Linked DNA regions of Danio rerio: region 2 is linked to region 1. The links are chromatin contacts, called in public Hi-C maps. All regions are on one chromosome and are shown on one strand. The core of a region is the stretch at or near the end of the contact, and the rest is flanking DNA. Distances in the headings are between cores, read along the strand shown. Region 1 holds the start of sirt3 (sirtuin 3). Region 2 holds the start of mad2l1 (MAD2 mitotic arrest deficient-like 1 (yeast)).

Region 1 (6,416 bases), core at 2,505-5,004:
TTAGAGCAGTACTCACAATACCGTGAAACTGTGATATTTTTATCCAAGGTTATCATACCTTTAAAATCTTATACCGGCCCATGTCTAATTGTATGAGAAATGTCAAGGACAATTTTTTAGAACGTTTCAGGCATTTTTCAATCCTTTTTTATTTTATTTAAACTGGATTGATAGACAGTAAATGTATAATTTATAGAAAGCTATCATAGTCAAATAATGAATTCATTATTATTCTAAAATAATGTAAAATTCTTAAATGTCATAGGGAATGGATTCTGTTACTAATTGTCATTTAAATTACCATGAAATCACTAACAGAGTTGACAGCCTTTTTCCACCTTTTTGTTTCTAAGTTCAACATGCTAACCTCAAACCAGATACCACATGGCTAGGCATGGGCTGGTAGTTTCTGAAGGTATGATAAACTTGGATAAAAATACCACGGTTTCACTGTATTTCGGTATTGTGATTACTGCTCTAAATTATATTCCTTTTAAATGTCAGGGTAAAAACTTTTTAAAACCTAAAAACCTTTTTAGCCTATTTAACACAATATATATATATATTATTTAAAGAAACACCTATAATGTTTTGGAACAGTAAACATGTCAAGCTAAATAGTTAAAATGAATCATTAACTTCTGCTGTATTCATTAGTTTCAATAACATAGATTACAACACATAAAATCTTACATATACCTTGGGAACGGTAAAACAGAACATTTTAGCTATAATAAAACCTTGACTTTTCCAAACCGCGGTAAATCTTGAACCCGGTTATCCTCCCATGCCTATACATGGCATATCTAAAATAGAGTTTTATGTATTTTCATCATATAACTATTTTTAAAAGTCATAATTAATCAAATATATTGACAAGTAATTATACTACTATTAATGTATCAAAAACATATTGTAAAAAATTACGAGAAAGGAATATCAACATCACTTCCAGAGATTCCTGCCACTGCAAGTGACATCATTTTGAGCTTTTTCTCAGTGCTTTACATATTTTAATGCCTTTTAATAAACAATGAAGCAAAGTTTACTGTAGCAGTATGTAGGGACAGACACAAAATTAATATTTTTATGATGACTATAAAAATACTTTAATAAAAATGACTGCATTAAAAATTACTATAATCACACTGCAATAGGTGATTAACTGAAATTATAAATAATACAGAAGTTTCATGCAAATATTTAACTCAGTAGAGTAAACACAAAAAAAATAAATTTGACTTAGTTATTTCATGATAATTGAAGCTGAATGTTTGCTTCAGGAGGTGGAGACAGATGAAAATAATTGAGGTAAAGTTAATTCTATATACTGATTCTATATAGTGAATCAAAGTAGCAGCCAATGACTATCAAAGGAAAACATTGTTCACAGTCAAATAAATAGTGCTAATGTTGTTTTGAAGTCATACTTGCATGTGCTTTCAGACCAAATACAGTTAGGTCAATAAATATTTAGACATAGAATCAATTCTAAGATTTTTATCTCTTTACACCAACACAAAGGATTTGAAATTAAATGAACATGATGTGCTTTAGCTGATGACCTTTTATCTGCTCATTGAAATTGAAATATGAGTGAATAACACACACCTGGCCATGGAACAGTTTAGAAGCCAACTGTCCAATTACTTTTGGACCCTTGACAAGTGTGAGGCACATACGCAAACTGTTATAATTCCAACACAGTTCATCTGATTTGGATGTAAATACCCTCATATTAAAGCTGACAGTCTGCAGTTAAAGCACATCTTGTTTATTTCATTTCAAATCTATTGTGTTGGTGTATAGAGCCAAACATGTTAGAATTGGGTTGACGTCCAAATATTTATGGACCTAACTGAATTTGTACCAAAAATATAAAGTACTATAGTAAACAATATAGCAAGCATGTTAAAAGTTGTCACAGAGCAAATGTGGGCATATAAAACTAACTTTACCTCGACTTGAGAATAAGTTTAATTGGACTCTTTAAATTAATAATTTGATGACAAAATGTCACTAAATACACACACAAATCTACTTTTTTACATATAGCTTGATATATTAGGTAAATCTTTTAAAAGGGTTTTTATTAAATTTAGAATTTGTAAAAATAATAAAAGGTTTATCTTTAGATACTCACCCGCTTACTCCATATTTACAAAGAGGCTGTGATGTGATTTGTTATAAAAATAAACATGATAAAAGTTGGTGATTACATTTTCTCTGATAAGAGCTGCAGAACATTGTATCTCCCAATGCAAACACCATTACATACTGTATAGAGCATTTTGAGAGATGTAAACAATAACAATGGTCCTGATGTATTTTTTGTTTTACATTTTAAATTTCCATAGCTTCTGAGAGTCCAAAAAGTTCCATATATTGATGAATAAAGTTACAATAACTATTATAACATAAAGTTATGATTGAATCTTGTTGTTACAGATATGAAATAGTTTGACAACAAGCAAGAAATATTCGTAGGCCAACGACATGAACACATTAAAATGGTCTAGAGTGCAAATTCTAAGTTTGGTTTGGAATTTATCTGAACTTAAAATGACATTAACACAAATCATCCACCATTTTTCACTGTCAAGTGACATACAACATTAGCTTTGTGGTAAATAATAAATATTCTCCTGTTTCCTTAAGGGGCAGAAAAGTGTTCAGTAGGTGTACAGAATCACATCTGATGTAGTAAGCCTGCAGGACACTTCTCACATAATATTTTAAGAATACAATGCATTTAGCCATACTATCAAGCTCACATATTATTTCTTGCATACTCTTCTAAATAATACAGTAGTAGGCATATTTGGATGCAGATAATCTCTGATCTGAATACCTTTATTTAGCTACTTTAGGTATATTTAATTACAAATAATGTTAAAATCTGCATTGAGGTAAAGTTGGTTTTATAATCACACATTTGGACTTTCTCCTTAATAATATCATTTTAGTAAGTATTCTTTGCAAATTTCAAATATATGAGCATCCAATGACTATCAAAGTACAACATTGTTCACAATCAATTAAATAGTCCTTATGTTGTTTCCAAGTCATACTTGCATACAATTTCAAGCCGAATATTTGACCATGGTAAACAAAATAGGAAAGTTGTCACTGAATGAATGTGCGAATATAAAACCAACTTTACCTCAATAAACTCTGCACCTTAGTGACCCCCAAAAACAGATTTGTAATTCTCCAATGTATACATTTCAGTTCTTTAGCAGGATTATATGCAATACTTACGGGCAATAAATGAACTGTGAAAGAAATGCAGCACCCTTCTGTGCATGAGGGAAATGTGACAGAGTCTTTTGATGAACGAGCTTTGTTCTTGACAGATCTGAGGAAAAGCATCATTTTAACTCTCTCTCCAACCACTGAATCAAAAAGAAACACCAGCATTACAGACAACGCACTTAAAAAAGCAAACCTTTCAAACGTCTTATTAAAATATTGTTTACAGTTGATAATTAATTAATTAACTAGTACGTATGCAGACAACCACGATCGACTGTAAAGACTTTGGGATTGTGAAATGTAAAGCAGGAACATAATGTGTAGGTCAATAAGAAGAATATACTCTGTGTAGTAGTCAATCCTCTTCTCCATAAGAGATTCTCTGCAAAACAGCGTCTGCAAACACTTGGCAAAAAGGTATTTAAGTACAGCATAATTGACTACAGCAAGGCTCCTGCTTTGTTAAAAGGCGCACATTATTGCATCGAATCTGTGCTTGTAAACAAACATGAAGGAACAGCAGCGTGAGGCTGTGACGCGCTTATTACCGTAATACATATACTGCGATTCCCAAAAAGCAGAGTCGGTAAAATAACATTAATTGTACGTTTTTATATATTCCTTCAGCAAAAATATAGTGTATCGACAAAACATTGTTTTTTATGGTTACTGTGTGGTTGCAAAATAAGTTTTTTGTTTAACTAATTTAGGTCAAAATTTAAAGTGAGACATTACTACAGTCTTTACAGTTGGAACCCGCTTTGACGTTGTTTCGTTCTTGCTGATGGAACTGCAATGCCAGCGTAAACAAAATTTAATTTAAATGTAGTAATGCTCAAAAATTCTTCATAATAAAATATACAAATTTTATATAATTATCATGTAAATTTAATAAAATATATAACGTTTTTAATTTTCCCCAGATTGCTTATAGATTAACGTTGTGCATTGCTAGATCTTTACTGTTGGTCATGGACTGCGTTAACATTATATCTTGATTTTAAGCAAAAATGTGTTTATGAACACTCTTCTTGTTTAACACAAGTTTACAACTGGACGTCTTGTCTGTCACTAATAGTCGGACTTTAATTTTGCTTTCTGGACTGAAGGAGATTGTCAAATCCGCGCTACTTTTAACTACTTGCCAGTAGTTGTTTTAGTTTGACATAATGCATTAATTATATTGATATATATTTAAATACAGACAATTGTGTGGTGAAATATTTTAATATTATTGGGCTAGTTTCGGGCTCTTTTTGACTGGGTTCTGTGATACTTTTGTTGTGAAAACCTGGCAACCGGGAGCATTCATCAGTCTGAAGAATGGCCTGAAGAAGGAAAACCCATTTATTTATTCATTCATTTTCTTTTCAGCTTAGTCCCTTTATTAATCTGGGGTCAACTTATCCAGCATTTTTTACGCAGCGGATGCCCTTGCAGCCGCAACCCATCACTGGGAAACATCCATACATTCTCATTCGCACACATACACTATAGGGTCATATTTAGCCAAGTGGTACTCACTGCAGAGCCACTTGGCCAGAGCTGAGCTCTTATAGGAGGAGGAGTTGGAGCTCAGTACAGGTGAATTGTCCATAGTGTATGAGTGTGAATGAGTGTGTATGGATGTTTCCCAGAGATGGGTTGCAGTTACCCAGAGATGGGTTGCAGTTACAATGCTATTATATATATATATATATATATATATATATATATATATATATATATATATATATACAGTTGAAGTCGGAATTATTAGCCCCCCTGTTTATTTTTTTCCCTGTTTTCTGTTTAACGGAGAGAAGATTTTTTCAACACATTTCTAAACAATATAAGTTGAGTTTTTATGAGTTTTAATAACTAATTTCTAATAACTGATTATTTTTATATTTGCTATGATGACAGTACATAATATTTGACTAGACATTTTTCAAGTCACTTCTATACAGCTTAAAGTGACATTTAAAGGCTTAACTAGGTTAATTAGGTTAACTAGGCAGGTTAAAGTAATTAGGCAAGTTATTGTATAACGATGGATTGTTCTGTAGACTATCGGAAAAGAAATTTGCCTAAAGAGGCAAATAATTTTGTCCTTAAAATGGTTTTTAAAAAATTATTAACTGCTTTTATTGTAGCCAAAATAAAACAAGCAAGACTTTCATTAGAAGAAAAAATATTGACAGACATATTGTGAAAATTTCTTTGCTCTGTTAAATATATATATATATATATATATATAGCAAGGACATTTTCACAGTATGTTTGATCATATTTTGTCTTCTGGAAAAAGTCTTATTTGTTTCATTACGGCTAAAATAAAAGCAGTTTTTAAACAACATTTTAAGGACAAAATTATTAGCCTCTTTAAGCTTTTTTTATTTATTTATTTTTTATAGTCTACAGAATAAACCATCAATACACAATAACTTGCCTGATTACCCTAACCTGCCAAGTTAAGCTGAATACGAGGATCTTGAAAAATATTGTCAAATATTATTTAATGTCATCATGGCAAAGATAAAATAAATCAGATATTAGAAATGAGTTATTAAATCTATTATGTTTAGAAATGTGTTGAAAAAAATCTCCACTCCATTAAACAAAAAACAGGGGAAAAAATAAACAGGGGTGCTAATAATTCTGACTTCAACTGTATATAGCATTTTGTAAAGAATATGCTTTTGTAAACTGTTTATATTATGATAAATAAAGGGAAAGATCTTTGTAGTCAGATGATAATACAAGTTAATGAAAACTTGAAGGTAATGAAAATCAAACACTGTGATCAAAAATGATGATTTAATTGATGTGTTGCAATAAACAGTTGTTTTCTTTTTACATGCAAGGCATAATGAATGTACATAGCTCTGTATTGTAAATTATTTAACTATATCCTATTATTATTACTATTATTATTATTATTGCTATTCTTCTTCTTCTTATTATTATTATTATTATTACACATTTTTATGTTCTATCAATAATTTTATGCATGATGGGATGTCTGAAAATAAACATATATTAATAGTAAACAAATGTGGCAACATTAGTTTTATAATAAAACTAACAAAACATGCCATCAAACTCAAGCAATGGTCATACCAGATGTCAGCTAAATGCGATAAATATGATACATTTTTGATAACTGAAAAGAGAGTACC
Region 2 (6,416 bases), core at 1,988-4,487, 130 kb after region 1:
TTACGGCGCTATTGTTTTCAATTGCATAATCTGGGTGCTCCGCTTCCGGTGCTCCATCAGTTTCTATTGTAAATGCAGGACAAACAAACATACAAAACAATGATACGATGCCACAATATGCAACTTCTGCTTGTAATTTTTCAGACAAAGGAATGCTGGTTTTCATTATTGTTTCTATCACATTTACTGATATAATCTGGTTTGTTAGTTTATTGTTTCGTATTGCTTTCTCGCTACAATTAATTCGCTCCAAAGCTTGTTCTATCAAGCCGAGACCACGTGATTCAGGCGATCTCGGACTGATTGTTTTGATGTGTATCAGCACAATTGCTGGATTCACATATGTCAAACGAACCGCGCTAACGAGTCAAACGCACCATGTTTAGAAACAAACATTTAGATGTGAAAGCACCCTAAGTGAAATTGACGTTGAGAACAGATCAAACAAACATGCCGATACTAGCCAAAATCAGTGGGTTCATTGCTGATGCAGAAATTCTGAACTTACTGTTCGATGTGAAACAGCTCTCTGTTAATGAGTGGTGAAACTTTCTCCATCAGTGACTGATTAACATTGGCATGATCAAATACTGTCATTATATTGTGAATTTATCATTATTTTGCATCCTCATTTGTCCCACATTTACAATAGAAACAGATGGAGCACCAGAGGCAGAGCAACAAGATTATACACCAATGATCCAAGTAATTTTTTTTTTTACATACTTCACAAACCAGCATCATTTACATTATATTAAGACATACAAGTGTTGAAAACCAGTGTTTGCTTTAAAGAAAATATTGTGCTTCTAATTTTAACTGCTACATGGATTTTACTAACAATCTATAAAAACCCTTGATAAGAAATTAGTTCAATATCACCATTGTTTAATATTAAAGAAATACAACCGGCATAGTTGGGAAAATTTAGATAAATATGTACATATCTGTTTAATGTTTAAGACTTAACATAACCCAACTTCACCATTAAATCAGTTTGTAAATATTAGAACGACTGCTCACAGAACTACTAGAGGTGACAGAGGGGACTGCATTATTCCTCTCAAAAAAAGTAAATTCAGTCAATCTGTATTTTCAGTGAAAGCTGCTAGGAAATGGAACTCCATCCCACCAACAATTAGAAGATCATGCACTTTTTGTTCTTTTCAGTCTCATGTTAAAAATTGGTTACAGACAAATCAGCATTGTCAGCATTAATACTGTATTCTTGACACATTTGTACTGTTGTCTTTGGCTTTTTGTCCTCTGCTGCCATCAGTCTGTTCTTTTTTTTCCTTTACTTTTTTAACTGTATATTTTACATGAAAGTGTATTTAATGTTTAATATTGTGCTTCTATTTTAGGTGTGACTTTAACATTCTGTAAGGGGTCTACGGATGAAAAATAGCCATTCTTGGCTAATTCTGGCACATTTTACAGTAATGTTTACTAATGTGCATTGACCCTGTAAACAAATAAACTTAACTAAACTAAAAACTATAAATGTCTAGGAAAATAGGCTAATAGATAAGAAATTTCAATGTTTATTAATGGCATAAGACGCATTCCATTAAATAATAATTTAATGCCAAAACCAACTCTTCACTTGCATTTGTTTCGATGCTTGGTGATTTTCGTGTTATTTAGCTATGACAACAAACACTGCAATCCTGGACCATTTGACATTGACATTTCATTATCATCCAGTGCTTAAAGTCCCTATTACTCATGCCTTCAATGTATGCATCTCCTACTACACTTCATAGCTACTGTTGAAATTAACAGTCATAAATGTAAACTATATTTCTTCCCTTGGACACGTGGGTGAAAACCAACCTTTGAGTTGTGAGATGACATTGGTGAGGTAATTCTTCAGTTTGGTATCTGTGGTCAGTTGAAGGCTCATGTCATACTGTGTGACTCTGGTGAAGGTCTCTGCTGGGTAAATTCCTCGCTGGTACAGGATGCTGTTGATACCAAATGCTGCAAATAACAAAGATCTGTTTTATAATAAAAAAGGCAAATGCACACATATTTAAATGTAGTTCATTTTCCAAATAAACTACTCAGTGTGCAACATATTTGACACCGAATTTCTCAAAATGATCACCATTATAAAAACATTGCAAAAAAAAAAATAAAATAAAAACCAATCTACAACATGTCTTATGACTAGGCCCACATGGAATCTGCGCGCACAGAAATCTGTAATTATTAGCCCATCGAGTCCATATGTTTAGTTGTGTGTAAATCTAAGTTCATTTATATATCTTCGTTTTTTATTAATTTCAGTAGTATTATCGATTAAAATAAAAACGTTAATATGATAAACTTAAAGTAATAATATCCATCTTTTTGCAGATATATGGTAGCAATATTATATGAGAATTGCTTTGTTTACCAAATAAACGGATCTAATAGGACTTGCATTGTAAACATTAAAGTTAAACATTTTGTTATGATTTACCCAAAATCATTTGGCATAAATCTGCAGATTTTTCACAATATACTACACAGAAATAGCAAAGAAATGTGCGCAGATTCTATCTGGCCCTACTTATGACATTCAAATGTATTGTTTATCAAGCAAATTCATGTATTATATATTTGAATAAAAGTCTAGATTTTCATATATTGACAGTCATGTTTTAAAACAAACACCATCTGAACTTAAAACTATATTTCTTTCGTGTATTTTAAAAGAAAACTTGTGATTTGTAAGTGAAACTTTTGCATCAAGCTTTTTCTGGAACACTGAAGATGTTTAACGTTAACTTAACTTACTAAGTTAACGAACGTTACTTCGTTTAGTTACTGCCTCTAGTAATAACGTAACATTATGTGTTATATTTCCATTCTGAGCCATAAAAAAATATCAAATATGCAACTCAAACACGTGTGACGTTAAATTTGCGATAAACAGCAGCGCAAAAATAGAGAATAGTGACTGTACGGGACGTTAAAAAGCAATGGCCCGAAACAGAATCTTCAGACTCCTCACGACGCCACTCGCTTTCACCATTCACGCATCACAACGCATTCACGTGCCCAAAAACATTACTTACAGAAAAACTCAGCAACAAGCTCCGCGCTCCCCTTCAGCGTGATTCCCTTCAGCGTCTTCGACATCTTGAATGTTAAGTTTGGTTGAATCTGACTTCAGTCCTTGCTGCTTCTTGTGTTTTTCTTTTTAACCGCCGACTAGTTTGAATCTAGATGCTGCGTATGGCGGAAGCTTATACGTCATCACGTCAAACCCGGAACTACGTTGTTCAAATTTTTCCTTCTTCAGTTTTATGGCGGGGATCACTTGATTATCGCCACCTACTGCATTGAAGAAAAAAATAAATAAACAAAAATCTGTTCTCCTAAGATACACAGACCCTCTATCTGCATAAGTAAATATATAATTGAAGCTTTAGCTCATATATTCCAACCTACTTTTTTCAGTATTCCCATCCAAGTATTTCTTGTTCCTTCAGTATCTCAAGTGCAAATAACATGTTGAATCTCCTGTTCTACATTTCTGACAAAATCCTGTTGAAGGTTTATTTATTTGTGGTATTATTCAGCATAGTGTGTTCCACTATTCATCATGTTAGAATATTTTGCTTCTTTGCCTTTTTTATAGGCTATGAGTACAAAACATGCTGAAACAATTAATAAAAATAAATAAATAAACAAAGAAATAAATAAATCCATAAATTCCAGCATAAATATGTAAATAAATAAATATGCAAATGAATAAATAAATATGCAAATAAATACACAAATGTTTATAAAAATTCACAAATTCCTACTTGAATAAATATTTAAATAATTAATAGTGCGGGCAGGTAAATAATTAAAAAAAATTAAACGAATACTGGGGAAATAAGAAAATGCTAAGCTAAGTTTTTTTTTTTCACCCTTTCAAACATTTATTCATTCTTGAGCGTAGTTTGCGTATTAACATGCTAGTGAGAGGCTGCTTGTCAGTCATCAAAAGGGGGTCATCGATCGTTAAAAATAAATTGCATTGGATTTTTTGACAGGTTCATGTTGATTGACAGACAGCTTCTCAGCATGTTGACCTGAGGAAAAAGTAAATATGCAGCTATGTTCAAGAATAAATACATGTTTAAGAGAGAGAGAGAGGGGGGGGGGGGGGGGGGCAGTGTGTACATAGTGAAGTCAGAAATATTAGCCCCCCTGAATAATTAACTGTACTTTCGGTCGTCTTCATCAAAACTGATTAAAAATTGGTATAATCTACATACAAATTAGCTTACATACAAAGTTTAAAAGATGTAACACTTAAATTGGCTAATAACACTTCAGACATAATTAACACATTAGTAAATTGCAATATAGATAGTTGTTTCCAATTCTTCAAGAGTCCAGGTCCACTCAAAAGGTCTCCATGACCTCTGGCCTGGCTGGGTAGATCTTGAGGAGACAAATCATTTAACACATTTAAAGCAATCACACACATATTACCCCAGTTTTACACTGAAGCGGGATGAGGTCATGAAATAGTCCAGGCCCCTTAACATTCAACTTTATTAGTAATCATTAAAACAAAAGAAAGGATTGTGTTACTCCATCTAGGAGCGGACATCCACCAGGAAATCCATGCCATCCATCTATTATTACAGGATTGTCCAATGTTAGATGTCAATTGTATGCCATTTTGACACCATGGTAGTTAGTTAGTCGTTGTTGCGATGTTGGAGCATGAGGGTGAATTTAGCACTAAAAATTGGAGGCAGGATTTAATTTAAACTGCAAGTCAAGTGCTTTGCACACCTGGCAACCCAGGCTGGGCTTGGGAGTTGTGCGTGTCACTCGTTTGCTTGGGTGAGTGTGACATAACCACTTTTGTTTTCTTTTTACCAGAGTTCAGTTTCTTTTACCTGCCGCGTCCAACACAGGCTACAACTGCAGCCACAAACATTAACCATGCTTCAAATCCATGTGATAGAATGGCACCTCAGATATACTAAAAGCCATAATCGTCGTGAACCCAAATGGAATTAAGACATGTAGAGTATTCCTATTTCAGTTACACTATTGAAGAGCTAAGTGCAGAGTGAAGGCCGTAATCAAACTATTACCATCATGTAGGTTCTTTTAGCCACATTTTGCGACAGGATAAAAACACACACATGGCTGTTTGACACTACTCTCTGCACCTACTGAATCAGTAAAAGACCACAAACACATTTCAAAAGCTTAGTCCACACTACAGGATTTTTAGCCTGATTTGAGCTCGATTTGGAAGTTAACAAGCTCGCAGACAGGGCTGTGATCAGGGAAAAATCTGCGGGTGCTTGGCACTCAGCAGTCTTAATGTGTGAACTACTGACCAACGCATCAAAGAGGCTTGTTGAAGCGTTTCCGACACCTCAGAGACAGAAATCCAATATCTAGCAAGCTTAATATTCCAGATGTGCCCCCACATGCGGTCAGATGTAGTGACGAGCTGCAGCCAATGAGAGATCATATCAGCATGAGCTGAATGGTCGTGTGCTCAGGAGCTCAACAGAAACATCTGTGATTGGCCAGAATGGATATCGATGCACTTGCTTTATTCTACGTTAACACGGACACCAGAGTAAGCTATTAACAGTGAAACTAGAATTCTGTAACTATTAGAATTACCATACTTGTCATTCTGACTGTTCTCATATAAGACATCATACTGTCACATTATATTTACATTCAAAACTTCTTTTGAGATATTAAAATTAAGCTTTAAATGTCTGTCCTCATATTTTATGACATCATTACGCTAAAAATGCCTATAAATCAGCCTATAAAAATGTAGTTAAGATACTAGAACATGCAAAGGTCTGGGCCTTGCTTTCATTTTCACTATCAAGCAGGAGCTATTTCATGCACAAAATATGCTGTTTTCAAATATATGTCCGAAGTAAATGTTCAACACAATGTTATGTTCAAAACAGTTATGTTTTGCTATCAGAAAGTTATGTTTATGTTATTAGGATGTTGCTATGCGAAAATTTATTCATTCATTTTCCACTTAGTCCATTTACTATCCTGGGGTCACCACAGCGGAATGAACCGTCAACTTATCCAGCATATGTTGTACGCAGCAGATGCCCTTCCAGCTGCAACCCATCTCTGGGAAAGCTAGGCAAAAAAATGCACACATATTTAAAGTCAAAGTGAAAAGTAGCAGACATGCATGCAATCATTTTGACCAATATGGTAATTAGAAATGCTCGTTCTTTACTGTTTAGAAATTAAAAAAAATAACAATGTTAGAAAGAAATACACAGATATTTAGAAAATGTCAGGGTGTTTTAGATAATTTCGTTTTATTTCACATAGTTATTAAATTACAAAAATTAAATCTTTCTGTAATTCAGTTGTATTACTGAATTGTATCTTTCCATTTGAACCTTGATTGA

What was found. A called contact is a pair of places that touch in the nucleus more often than the background predicts.
Region 2: a Hi-C map of hematopoietic stem cells shows a contact between it and region 1, with 2.7 times the contacts expected there. The contact joins the promoter of mad2l1 here to the promoter of sirt3 in region 1. A contact is called at or near these places in 5 of 18 Hi-C or Micro-C datasets (caudal fin, embryo, hematopoietic stem cells and 1 more) and 2 of 4 datasets of contacts at active chromatin or transcription factors (caudal fin and embryo).

Annotation. Positions count from the first base shown.
Region 1 is chr7:58,497,374-58,503,789 of GRCz12tu, forward strand. sirt3 (sirtuin 3) reads right to left here and starts at 3,755. Exons shown (of 8, transcript NM_001080174.1): 1 at 3,599-3,755; 2 at 3,262-3,358. The coding sequence starts at 3,689.
Region 2 is chr7:58,626,541-58,632,956 of GRCz12tu, forward strand. It overlaps mad2l1 (MAD2 mitotic arrest deficient-like 1 (yeast)), which reads right to left and starts at 3,238. Exons shown (of 5, transcript NM_001017739.1): 1 at 3,066-3,238; 2 at 1,837-1,983. The coding sequence starts at 3,129.